Regions from separate parts of the Zea mays genome. Here region 2 is linked to region 1. Evidence: chromatin contacts called from public Hi-C data. All regions are on one chromosome and are shown on one strand. The core of a region is the stretch at or near the end of the contact, and the rest is flanking DNA. Distances in the headings are between cores, read along the strand shown.

What was found. Hi-C and Micro-C count contacts between places; a contact is called where the count stands out from the background.
Region 2: a Hi-C map of tassel shows a contact between it and region 1, with 2.6 times the contacts expected there. The contact joins the promoter of NAR here to the enhancer-like site in region 1. A contact is called at or near these places in 6 of 25 Hi-C or Micro-C datasets (bundle sheath, ear, leaf and 2 more).

What each region holds. Positions count from the first base shown.
Region 1 is chr5:219,036,734-219,041,889 of Zm-B73-REFERENCE-NAM-5.0, reverse strand. It overlaps the pseudogene LOC103628878. Among protein-coding and RNA genes, the nearest start is that of MIR166m, 18 kb to the right of the region's middle. Within about 2 kb of position 3,124, at least 19 of the 20 cell types and tissues checked have an H3K27ac peak or open chromatin away from gene starts, as enhancers often do. A contact at or near this core is called in bundle sheath, ear, leaf and 2 more, where this site is marked.
Region 2 is chr5:219,126,188-219,131,606 of Zm-B73-REFERENCE-NAM-5.0, reverse strand. NAR (Nitrate reductase [NAD(P)H]) reads left to right here and starts at 1,601. Exons shown (of 4, transcript NM_001175872.2): 1 at 1,601-2,638; 2 at 2,726-2,866; 3 at 3,110-3,342; 4 at 3,453-5,039. The coding sequence starts at 1,675. The coding sequence ends at 4,787.

The DNA.
Region 1 (5,156 bases), core at 1,875-4,374:
CTAGAGCTAATAGTTACACAGCTAATAACAAATTATTAGTTAGATTGGACCACCTAATAAACTAATTATTACTCGTGAGTTAGCTACAAATTAGATAGGATATTAGTTGGTGGTTTAATTTTAACAGATAACTATTAGTTTTAGAGGTTTTAAATATGACCTTAGAAATGAGGCACTCACTCACCAACCTAAGTTTCGTCTAATCCACAATGACGCCAAACTATGGAAGGTCCGAATGCCGAAGAGAGACAAAGCTATCGTTGATGCCTGGTGTGACCTACTGTTTTCAAATACAAAATCAAGTTTAAGTACGATATAAACGTTGTCCTCTATGGACCTAGATCAATTTGATCCTCAAAAAATAAGAAAAATATTTCTATAGGTGGTTAGGCTTTCTCGTCGGTCGCCGTTAGCACCCTCCTGGATGAGCTTCTGCACTAGGTCCTCTCCTTCCAACCCGCGCAAGAGGCCACATGTAGTGTAGACCTGCATGCTCAGATTGGCTCCGCCTAGTCTGCCACTGTCTTGCGCATCCTCGACGTCGATAGAACACGACGGTGCCCTTTGAGAAGGTACGGGAGTTCGTAAACAACCTTCTGGTCCTCCGTGGAAGCCTACCTCTCAGAGATATTGGAGCTCAGGATCGACGACGATGCCGCCATTGGCGTTCGCCACGTGAGGCTCTGGGTCAGTTACGCCGGCCGTGCAGTACAAAAGTCCATATACTTTGCTCAGGGTGTGTTTGGTTTGACTTTTGGCTTTGGCTTTTGCCCCCCTAAAAGCCAAAAGCCAACCAAAAGGCTGGATCTAGAAAGCAGCTTTTTCTAAAAGCCGACTTTCTCGTAGTGCAAATCTGAAAGCACCCATAGACCTGCTTTTAGTGGCTTTTCGGATGAAACTGTGAAAACATATATCGAAGAATTTTTAACGACTTTTAGTGGTTTCTACCAAACGGTTTTTAGCTTTTTAACAGCTTACAGCCTACAGCAGCTTTTTCAACAGCTCACAGCCCACAGCAACTTTTTTCACAGCCACAGCCCAACCAAACAGACCCTCAGTGCTTCGCTTTCGGTCTGGCCAATTTTTATATATATGTGATTGTGCTTCTGAGCCTTGCCTCTAATAATTAATAATAAGAAGATATTTTTTAAAGGCCATTGGGTTTTCTCTCGCCATCTTTCTCTAAAAAACAGGTAAATCAGAAGTCATTTTTGGAGATATATGCAAGACAGTTCAGAAATTATTTTCAGAGATGTTTTCTTGGTAAACTTGTCTATATAGACGATTATAAGGAAGACACCTTTAAAAACAACAATATCTATAATACTTAATTGTGTTTATCTCCGATTCTCCGTACACATAAAATCCTGGTAGGATGTTTAGTTCCCCTAACTAAAATTTAGTTCATATCCCATTAAATATTTGAATATTTAAATTTAATTCATATCCCATTAAAATAATGTTGGGGGCGAAGACGCAGACGCTACCCTTCGCTCGATGCCTTCACCAAACTCGCTGCACCAAGGAGGCGAAGTGACCGGCGGTTTCCACCCTTCGTCCACTACACTGCAAGACGAAGGCCTACAACGAAGTCGCCTCGTCACGCGCCCTCGTTCAACCCGGAAGGCCACGGTGAATTCGGCCCATTGTAACAGGCCCCGCATGGCTATGTGTAAATATTTGAATATTTAAATTTAGTTTATATCCCATTAAAATAACATTACTATTAATTTGGAGAACTACTTAGCTATTGCGGCTTCTTTTAAGTAAAAAGCGCGCGACCATCCGTGCGTATACACACAGGTCTTATATATATGGCCGTTTTCATTATTTCAGGTTTTTGACAGTGAGAATGCAATGCGTGTGGTAAAAAAAATCAGCAGATACGGAGATGGAATATTAACCTCTGGTCGCCATCGATCTGCTGCTTTTGTCCAGTCGTTGGTCGTGCTGGATCGCGAAATTTGCCACGAGGATATAGGAGAGGGGGAATAATTGACTCTGACCATTTCCGATCCTGCAGGTACAGAATTTTCCATGCATGGAATTGAAGAGATAAGGGAGTAACAATCTTCAGCATATATATATAGCGTACGTACGTCGTCAAGCTAAGATGAAGGCTATATAGCTGCAAATGCAAGTCACGCACGTCTCCAGATCCGTCGTGTGTCAAGACTGCACGTAACCTAGTAGCGGCGTTCATGATCACACTAGCTAGTGACACACAGTGAGAGTCGTAGTAATAATAATAGTAAACAAATAAGCTCTGGTGATGGCAACACCACACCATATATGGATTCCTACTACAGTACGTAACGTGTTGGTAACGCGACACGTATCACCCCCTCGACTGTTCCATGGCGCGTGGATCTTGACATGGGCAGAGATGATCAGCAAAAGGAGTTATAACGGAGCACGGCACCCGATGCGCGTGCGTGTAAACAAAACAAGGTTCAACTTGAACTCTGCTGGTGCTGGTGCCTAGCTGCGTGCCCTGCTGGTCATGCTGGCTGCTGCTGCTGCTCGCTACATGCACGGTCATCGCCGAATAGAATAGAATACTCTATATATGGAGCAGCGGCCCTCACGATCGAACACTCACGTGCAGTTGTGCAGAGCGATAGAGAGAGAGATAATATATGACGTCGGTTGACGCCATGAATCGTACGAGCTTGCATTGAGCGCCGACGCATGGATTTGGGATCTGCATGGCTTGCTTCTTGGCTCCGATCCGCGATCAAAGAATGGCGAGCGCATTGCATTGGCTAGTAATGGTCGTGGGGTCCGCGAGCTGATGGATCGGGGAAGGGACGACCGGACGAGATGGATGCAGCATCTGTAGACGTGCGAGGTAAACGTACAGCAGGCTCGATCCGATCGAGGAGCGAGCAGCTGGGGGTACGGTGGGGTTTGACCCTTGTTTAGCCTACGCAGATTAGTTAACCCAGCCCAAGACAAGAGACACGGCCGATGCTTCCGAAATCCGAAGAACAGCGCCATGTGCCGTGCGTCCGCCTGCCTCGTAGTCGTAGCCACGCTTGCACTCCGTTCGAGTAGTAGTAGATAGTGTGCCATGCCATCCATAGATAGTGTCCCTGTCCGGTTGATGTGAAACGTGGCGGCCCATAAAATTGTTCACAAGGCCCACCAGTGTGCCAGTGAGGTCGGCCCAATTTACGAGTACTAGGGGTTGCAGAGCAGTTTCTGCAACTTCAATGTCATCTGATTTATTTAACCTGATAAGCTTCAAAATTGACCCTATAATTTGACAACCATATTTTTCTAATGAATTTTCATTTTTTTCAAAAAAAAAAAAACTTCATTTTTTTCTTGAAAAAACAAAAAAAACTTTTATAAAAATGGAGTTGACAAGCTAGCCCTAAAACCTTTCGCCGGTTAAAATATTTGTTCACTGTTTTTAATCGAAAAAAAAGAATTTGATACAAGGAAAGCAACGACGGATCCACATCCAAACGAACTTTCATGACAGCAGGTGTGAATGTGATCACCGGAGTTCCCTTCCGCGGTTGCTTCAACGGCTACCTCGGTGCTGATTCACAAAGTCAGATACACGATGTCGAGACGGACATGCCCTCGAGTTCCATGAATAGTCAGATTCTTCTTCATTCGGGCATCAACCATCAGCTGATTCACTTAACTCGTAGCAGATCTAGTCCAGAAAATTGATCATCATATCCTTAGTGTATTTGAGAGATCTCGGGATGAGCAAGCTCGTCCAAATGAGCTCAAGGAGCTTGAGATAATAGGATTTACTATGAGAAAATTGCAGTTGAGCCGATCTCAGTTAGCTCTGAGCTCCGACTCACACATGTTAGAGAAGATCAAAGTTTGTATGGGATTTCAGAAAGCATCTTTCAAAGAGAAGAAATTCAAGACTGAAATGGAGGATATAAAACATGCACAACTTTTTTTAAAAAAAAAACTTATAGATGAGTTCTGTCGAACTTGGGATAATGCTGTTTGATGTTAAAGCCTTACCTGGGGAAAGAAGGCCTCCATTCAAATGGACAGAATGTGTAAGAATTTTGAACTATTCAGTTCTGATTGCGGGGAAAATATAGGAACTGTATACTTCCATATACTTTCTATAGAAACCAGGTTACCTCTGTTAAAAAGAAAGTAAAGGAACTTTGGACAAATCAGATCCAACTATTCTTTTTTCTCGAATACGCAGGAAGACTACGTATCATTGAATTAAAGTAGATGAAAAAAGGTCTGAGGTCCAGGACAAACAGAACACACACAAAACAAAACACACACTCACACCCACAAAACACACAGCACAGACACATACGACACACCAACACTTTAGTCTTTCAATAGGCTTCAAGACTTTCCTTTCTCTATCCAGGGTAGAAAAGAGAGCGCAAGTTTCTGGCTCCATCAGAAACCCACAATCTCATCTTATCTTTAAATCTGTCCTCTAAGGTAGAAAGGCAGGATCGCGCACCATCAAAAACACACATGTTTCGCTGCTTCCAATTACTCCAAGCCCCAAAGATTACCATACTATTAAACCACTTTCTTTTGCTCTTGGGAATCTTGGATGAAGCCTTTCTCCACCATTCTGCAAAGTATGAATCTCTTCTTTTAGGACCCACAAAAGAGAGACCAATTGGAGTTAAGATACTATGCCAAAACTGTCTTGTGAAGACGCAATTAGATAAAATATGATGCACAGTTTCGTTCTCTTGGTCACATAGAACACAATTTTCAGGATGATCAAGCCTCCTTTGTTGAGTCTGTCAGCTGTCCAACATTTATTGTTTATGGCCAGCCAAACAAAGACCTTACACTTAGGGCTGCCCAGCTCTTCCAAATTCTTTTTCAGGGCTCAAAGGATTCCGCTCCAATAAAAAAGCTCTATAGGCAGATTTGGAGGTATACAGTCCATTGCTGCTAAAAATCCACACATATTGATCATTTGAATTTTGAAGCTGAAAAGATTCAATTACCTCCCATAATTGTAGATATTGCTCAATCTCAGCTAGAGAGATTCCTCTAGATATCATGAACCCAGAAGTGAGAGGTAAGAGCCTGTTGCATAGTCCTTACATTTTTTTATTTTCTTCGGAACTGCAGCAGCAATAAGGGGAGCTATATCCATAATAGAATACCCATGAATCCACTTATCT
Region 2 (5,419 bases), core at 352-2,851, 91 kb before region 1:
GACGGGGGAGCAGTATCTTATGGTTCGTGATTAGCTAGCTTAGCTACTCTTGCGTTGCGTTGCGTCACGGATGGTTTAACATAGTAATATTTGCCGAGTTTATTAATGTACCCAAAGATCTGCTTGTTTTATACTAGTGACCAGTGACAGATTGTGGAGTGGTCATTAATTGATCTCTGAGGTTTTCTTTTTCTTTTTGGTCTGAATTGAGAGCTGCGAATGGAGGCACTCTTGTGTTCATTAGCTATAGTTCTGACTTCGCGCTATCACTTTCTGACTTTGTTCAGAGAGGGGGAGAAAACAATGCAGGTACAACTTACAAGATACGTTCAGGACGCGGTCCCCGTATAATGAATATCAAGGGCTGATTAGTATTACACCTCCTGTCTACTAGATATTTGGGATTCAAAATGGAAGGAACCTAATAAATATATCAAGCTGCTTCGTGCATATTGAGCTTCTTTGTCCTAGTGTCTTTTAACAGATTTTATTTATAACCATGTTCTACAGCGTCAAAAAATGCAAGAAACAGCTTCAGTAAGTTCGGTGTATATGTATACAAACTACAAACCCCCTACGCTTGGTTAACCTTGTAGCTAGGACGATCAAGATACCCACCTGTGATTGGCGAAGTAGACGTGAAAAAAAAACAGAGCAACGAGAGAAAAAAAAGAAGCCAATGGTGCCCGGCAGATCTGCATAAACTAGTCGGCGAAACCGAAAGGAAGCAGGAAAGAAGCGACGGGAGCTAGCGTGTCCAGGCAAAGGCCTCCCGTCCCAAGGCGCTCATCTCAGACGCGCACGGTGTCCACTGTCCAGTCCAGGAGCTCCTCAGGATTTCACCCGGGAAAGGTCGTCTCTCAGGCAAGCGGCATTCGGGGATGGTTGCAGCTGCCGCACTCACTCTTGCCGTCCGCCTCCCCTTCCTTTGTCGTGTCACGTAAGGCCTTGTTCGTTTGCGTCGGATTGCACCCGGAATCATTCCGGCTAATCAAAGTTTATATAAATTAGAGAAACAATCCGGCCGGGAATTATTCCGACCCACTAATCCGACACAAACGAACAAGACCTAAAGGTGAAGCTGAGGTTGGTGTCAGACCAACAGCATTCCACTTCGATTTGCATTCGCATCAGAAGTAGTAGTCCTAGTGACCTTTCAGTACAACACGGCCACGGCATTCACCGGAGGGCTGCACATGTGTGGTGTGATGTGTCCAACTTCAACTCTGATGAGAAGGCCAATGCAACTAACCGGTGCCGAAACAACAGCCTTCTGAAATCCTGAACAGCCTACTTGTTTCATCAGCGAAAGAAAAAAAAAGAAAGAGATAACTCTGAATAGTCCAGCTAGCGGTATGCGATTGCGACTTGAAATTACAAATTAGTGCTTGCTATCTGCACGGGAAAACTAAAATATCGTTTTCAGCCAGTCGGCCATGCAAGTGAAGCCGTTTGTATAGGATGGAAAAGAAACACCAGTGGAGCGCACCATGTTTCTTGTTTCCAGCCACGAGAAGAGAACCACCGCGCGCGAGCTCTGTCGTCCGTCCCTATATAAACGCCGCACCACCACCTCCCCAGCTTCCAAGACCAGATGCCACTCTGAGCTTCCGATTAACCTCCAGCTCTGGTCATCACAATTAAAACAAACCGTTCCCGCAGCTCGTGCCGACAATGGCGGCCTCCGTTGAGCGGCACCTGGCCCCCCACCCGTGGCCGGCCAATGCGCCTCCCAAGAGCTTCGACATGTTCCGCTCCGGCGGCCCAGGAGGCAAGCGCCGCACCGGCCCCGACTCCGACTCCGAGGACGAGGACAGCATTCCCCCGGACTGGCGGTCGCTGTACAGCCCGCGCCTGGAGGTGGAGCCGCCCGCCCACGACCCACGCGACGAGGCCACCTCCGACGCGTGGGTGCGGCGCCACCCGGCGCTCGTCCGGCTCACGGGCAAGCACCCCTTCAACTCGGAGCCGCCGGTGCCGCGGCTGATGGCGCACGGCTTCATCACCCCGGCGCCGCTCCACTACGTGCGCAACCACGGGGCGGTCCCCCGGGCGGACTGGTCCACCTGGACAGTGGAGGTGGCGGGGCTCGTGAGGCGGCCCGCCAGGCTCACCATGGAGCAGCTGGTGACGGAGTTCGAGGCCGTGGAGCTCCCCGTCACGCTGGTGTGCGCGGGCAACCGGCGCAAGGAGCAGAACATGGTGCGCCAGACCGTCGGCTTCAACTGGGGCCCCGGCGCCATCTCCACGTCCGTGTGGCGCGGCGCGCGCCTCCGCGACGTGCTGCGCCGCTGCGGCGTCATGGGCGCCGCGGACGGCGCCGCCAACGTCTGCTTCGAGGGCGCCGAGGACCTCCCCGGCGGCGGCGGCGGCGGCAAGTACGGCACCAGCCTGCGCCGCGGGGTGGCCATGGACCCCGCGCGCGACGTCATCCTCGCCTACATGCAGAACGGGGAGCCGCTCGCGCCCGACCACGGCTTCCCGGTGCGCGTCATCGTGCCCGGGTTCATCGGCGGCCGCATGGTCAAGTGGCTCAAGCGGATCATCGTCGCGTCCAGCGAGTCCGAGAGCTACTACCACTACCGCGACAACCGGGTGCTGCCGTCCCACGTCGACGCCGACCTCGCCAATGCCGAAGGTTTGTACATCGGTCTAGTTTTGTTTCCTCTGCTCGCCAACGTGTGCGAGGGCGACGACGCTAATAAATGTTCTCTCTGTTGTACAGCGTGGTGGTACAAGCCGGAGTGCATGATAAACGAGCTGAACATCAACTCGGTGATCACCACACCAGGACACGACGAGGTGCTGCCCATCAACGCCCTCACGACGCAGCGGCCGTATACGATCAAAGGATACGCATACTCCGGTGAGTGAGTCCAACAACGCAGCATTTCATCATCCCATCTTGCATTGCATCACCCACGCCCCCTGGATCTGAGTCGGAGTCAAGGAAGAGCGATCCGAATTTTGTTTGAGCTCGGGCTTTCTCCATGTTAAAGCCCAGTAAAGAAACAACGTTTGAGGCTTCTATTGGGCTTTCCAAGCCTATTTTCCTAGTTTCCTTGTGGGCTAAAACCGAAACTCACGGTGGTGGTGCCTCTGTTGCCAGGTGGCGGCCGGAAAGTAACCCGGGTGGAGGTGACGCTGGACGGCGGCGAGACGTGGCATGTGTGCTCGCTCGACCACCCGGAGCGTCCAACCAAGTACGGCAAGTACTGGTGCTGGTGCTTCTGGTCCGTCGACGTCGAGGTGCTCGACGTGCTCGGGGCCAAGGAAATCGCCGTCCGCGCCTGGGACGAGGCCATGAACACCCAGCCGGAGAAGCTTGTCTGGAACCTCATGGTGAGTTGCCGCTCCATCGTGTTTCCCTTCCCGTGGAACCATGCATGTCCTCCTCTCCACGACTGTGTTAGCTTAAATACACGCACGTGCGTCTGTTCCTCTACGCGCAGGGCATGATGAACAACTGCTGGTTCCGGGTGAAGATCAACGCGTGCCGGCCGCACAAGGGCGAGATCGGCATGGTGTTCGAGCACCCGGCGCAGCCGGGCAACCAGCCGGGCGGCTGGATGGCGCGGCAGAAGCACCTCGAGACATCGGAGAGCGCGCAGAGCACGCTGAAGAAGAGCACGTCCACGCCCTTCATGAACACGGCCACCGCGCAGTACACCATGTCCGAGGTGCGCCGCCACACGTCCCCGGACTCCGCCTGGATCATCGTGCACGGCCACATCTACGATTGCACGGGCTTCCTCAAGGACCACCCGGGCGGTGCCGACAGCATCCTCATCAACGCCGGCACCGACTGCACCGAGGAGTTCGACGCCATCCACTCCGACAAGGCCCGCGGCCTCCTCGAGATGTACCGCGTGGGCGAGCTCGTTGTCACCGGCAGCGACTACTCCCCGCAGAACAGCCACGCCGACCTCAAGGCCATCGTCGAGGCCCCCGCTGCAGCCGCGCCGTTATCGGTGACGTCGACCGTCGCGCTCTCCAATCCGCGAGAGAAGGTCAGGTGCCGGCTCGTCGATAAGAAGAGCCTGTCCTACAACGTGCGCCTCTTCCGGTTCGCGCTGCCATCGCCGGACCAGAAGCTCGGCCTTCCCGTCGGCAGGCACGTGTACGTGTGCGCGTCGATAGGCGGCAAGCTCTGCATGCGCGCGTACACGCCCACGAGCCCCGTCGACGAGGTCGGCCACGTCGATCTCCTCATCAAGATATACTTCAAGGACGAGGACCCCAAGTACCCCAACGGCGGGCTCATGTCGCAGTACCTGGACTCCCTGCCGCTGGGCGCGACTATTGACATCAAGGGTCCCATAGGGCACATCGAGTACGCCGGCCGCGGCGGCTTCGTGGTGAACGGCGAGCGCCGGCTCGCGCGCAGGCTCGCCATGATCGCCGGCGGGACGGGCATCACGCCGGTGTACCAGGTGATCCAGGCCGTGCTGAGGGACCAGCCCGACGACGACACGGAGATGCACCTCGTGTACGCGAACCGAACGGAGGACGACATGCTCCTGCGGGAGGAGATCGACCGCTTGGCTGCCGCGCACCCGGCGCGCCTCAAGGTGTGGTACGTGGTCAGCAAGGTGGCGCGACCGGAGGACGGGTGGGAGTACGGCGTGGGGAGAGTGGACGAGCATGTCATGAGGGAGCACCTGCCTCTGGGAGACAGCGAGACCATTGCGCTCGTGTGCGGGCCGCCGGCGATGATCGAGTGCACAGTGCGCCCGGGCCTGGAGAAGATGGGGTACGACCTCGACAAGGCTTGTCTCGTGTTCTGAGCTCTGAATAGCGGCTAACGGATGTCGTCAAGGTGCAACTGTACATAGAAATTCTGTGGTGCCTTGAATCTTGAACCCTAGTAACGCGTCGATCTAGCTAGAACTCTACCGAGTTCTCTTGTAATACTAGCGATTTAAACTGGCCATGGAAGTTCATACTAGCTGGTGCCATGGCCGTCTTGTCAAGATGAGATGTATTGGTCCTACTATATACAGCGCAATAAAAACCCCAAGGCCATTGCAATTGCTTGGTGAGATTCACTCTCTACTATACAGGCTCACCAACATGGAAACATGGACGTCGTCACGGCGGTGTCCACAGCCATCACTGGGATGTGGCTGTGCTGTTCCACCAAGTCAGTGACAGTGGGGACGCCTGCACCGCCTCTTTGTGACTGATGTGTGGCATGACGACGATGCCTTCTCGCAGACCGCTTCCCTGTCCCTGCACTCCTGAGCAGAGTTCACCGTCTCGTTGTCTCCTCATTTTCCGCTACCTCTCGAAACTGGGGAACCGAGCGGTTTTCATCGTTTTCTCGAAAATTCCAAACGGTTTATAAATTCAAATTGGAGTCACATTTCGAGTGTTTTATTGCCAAATTTTGAGCGGTTTTCGCCAAATTTCGAGCAGT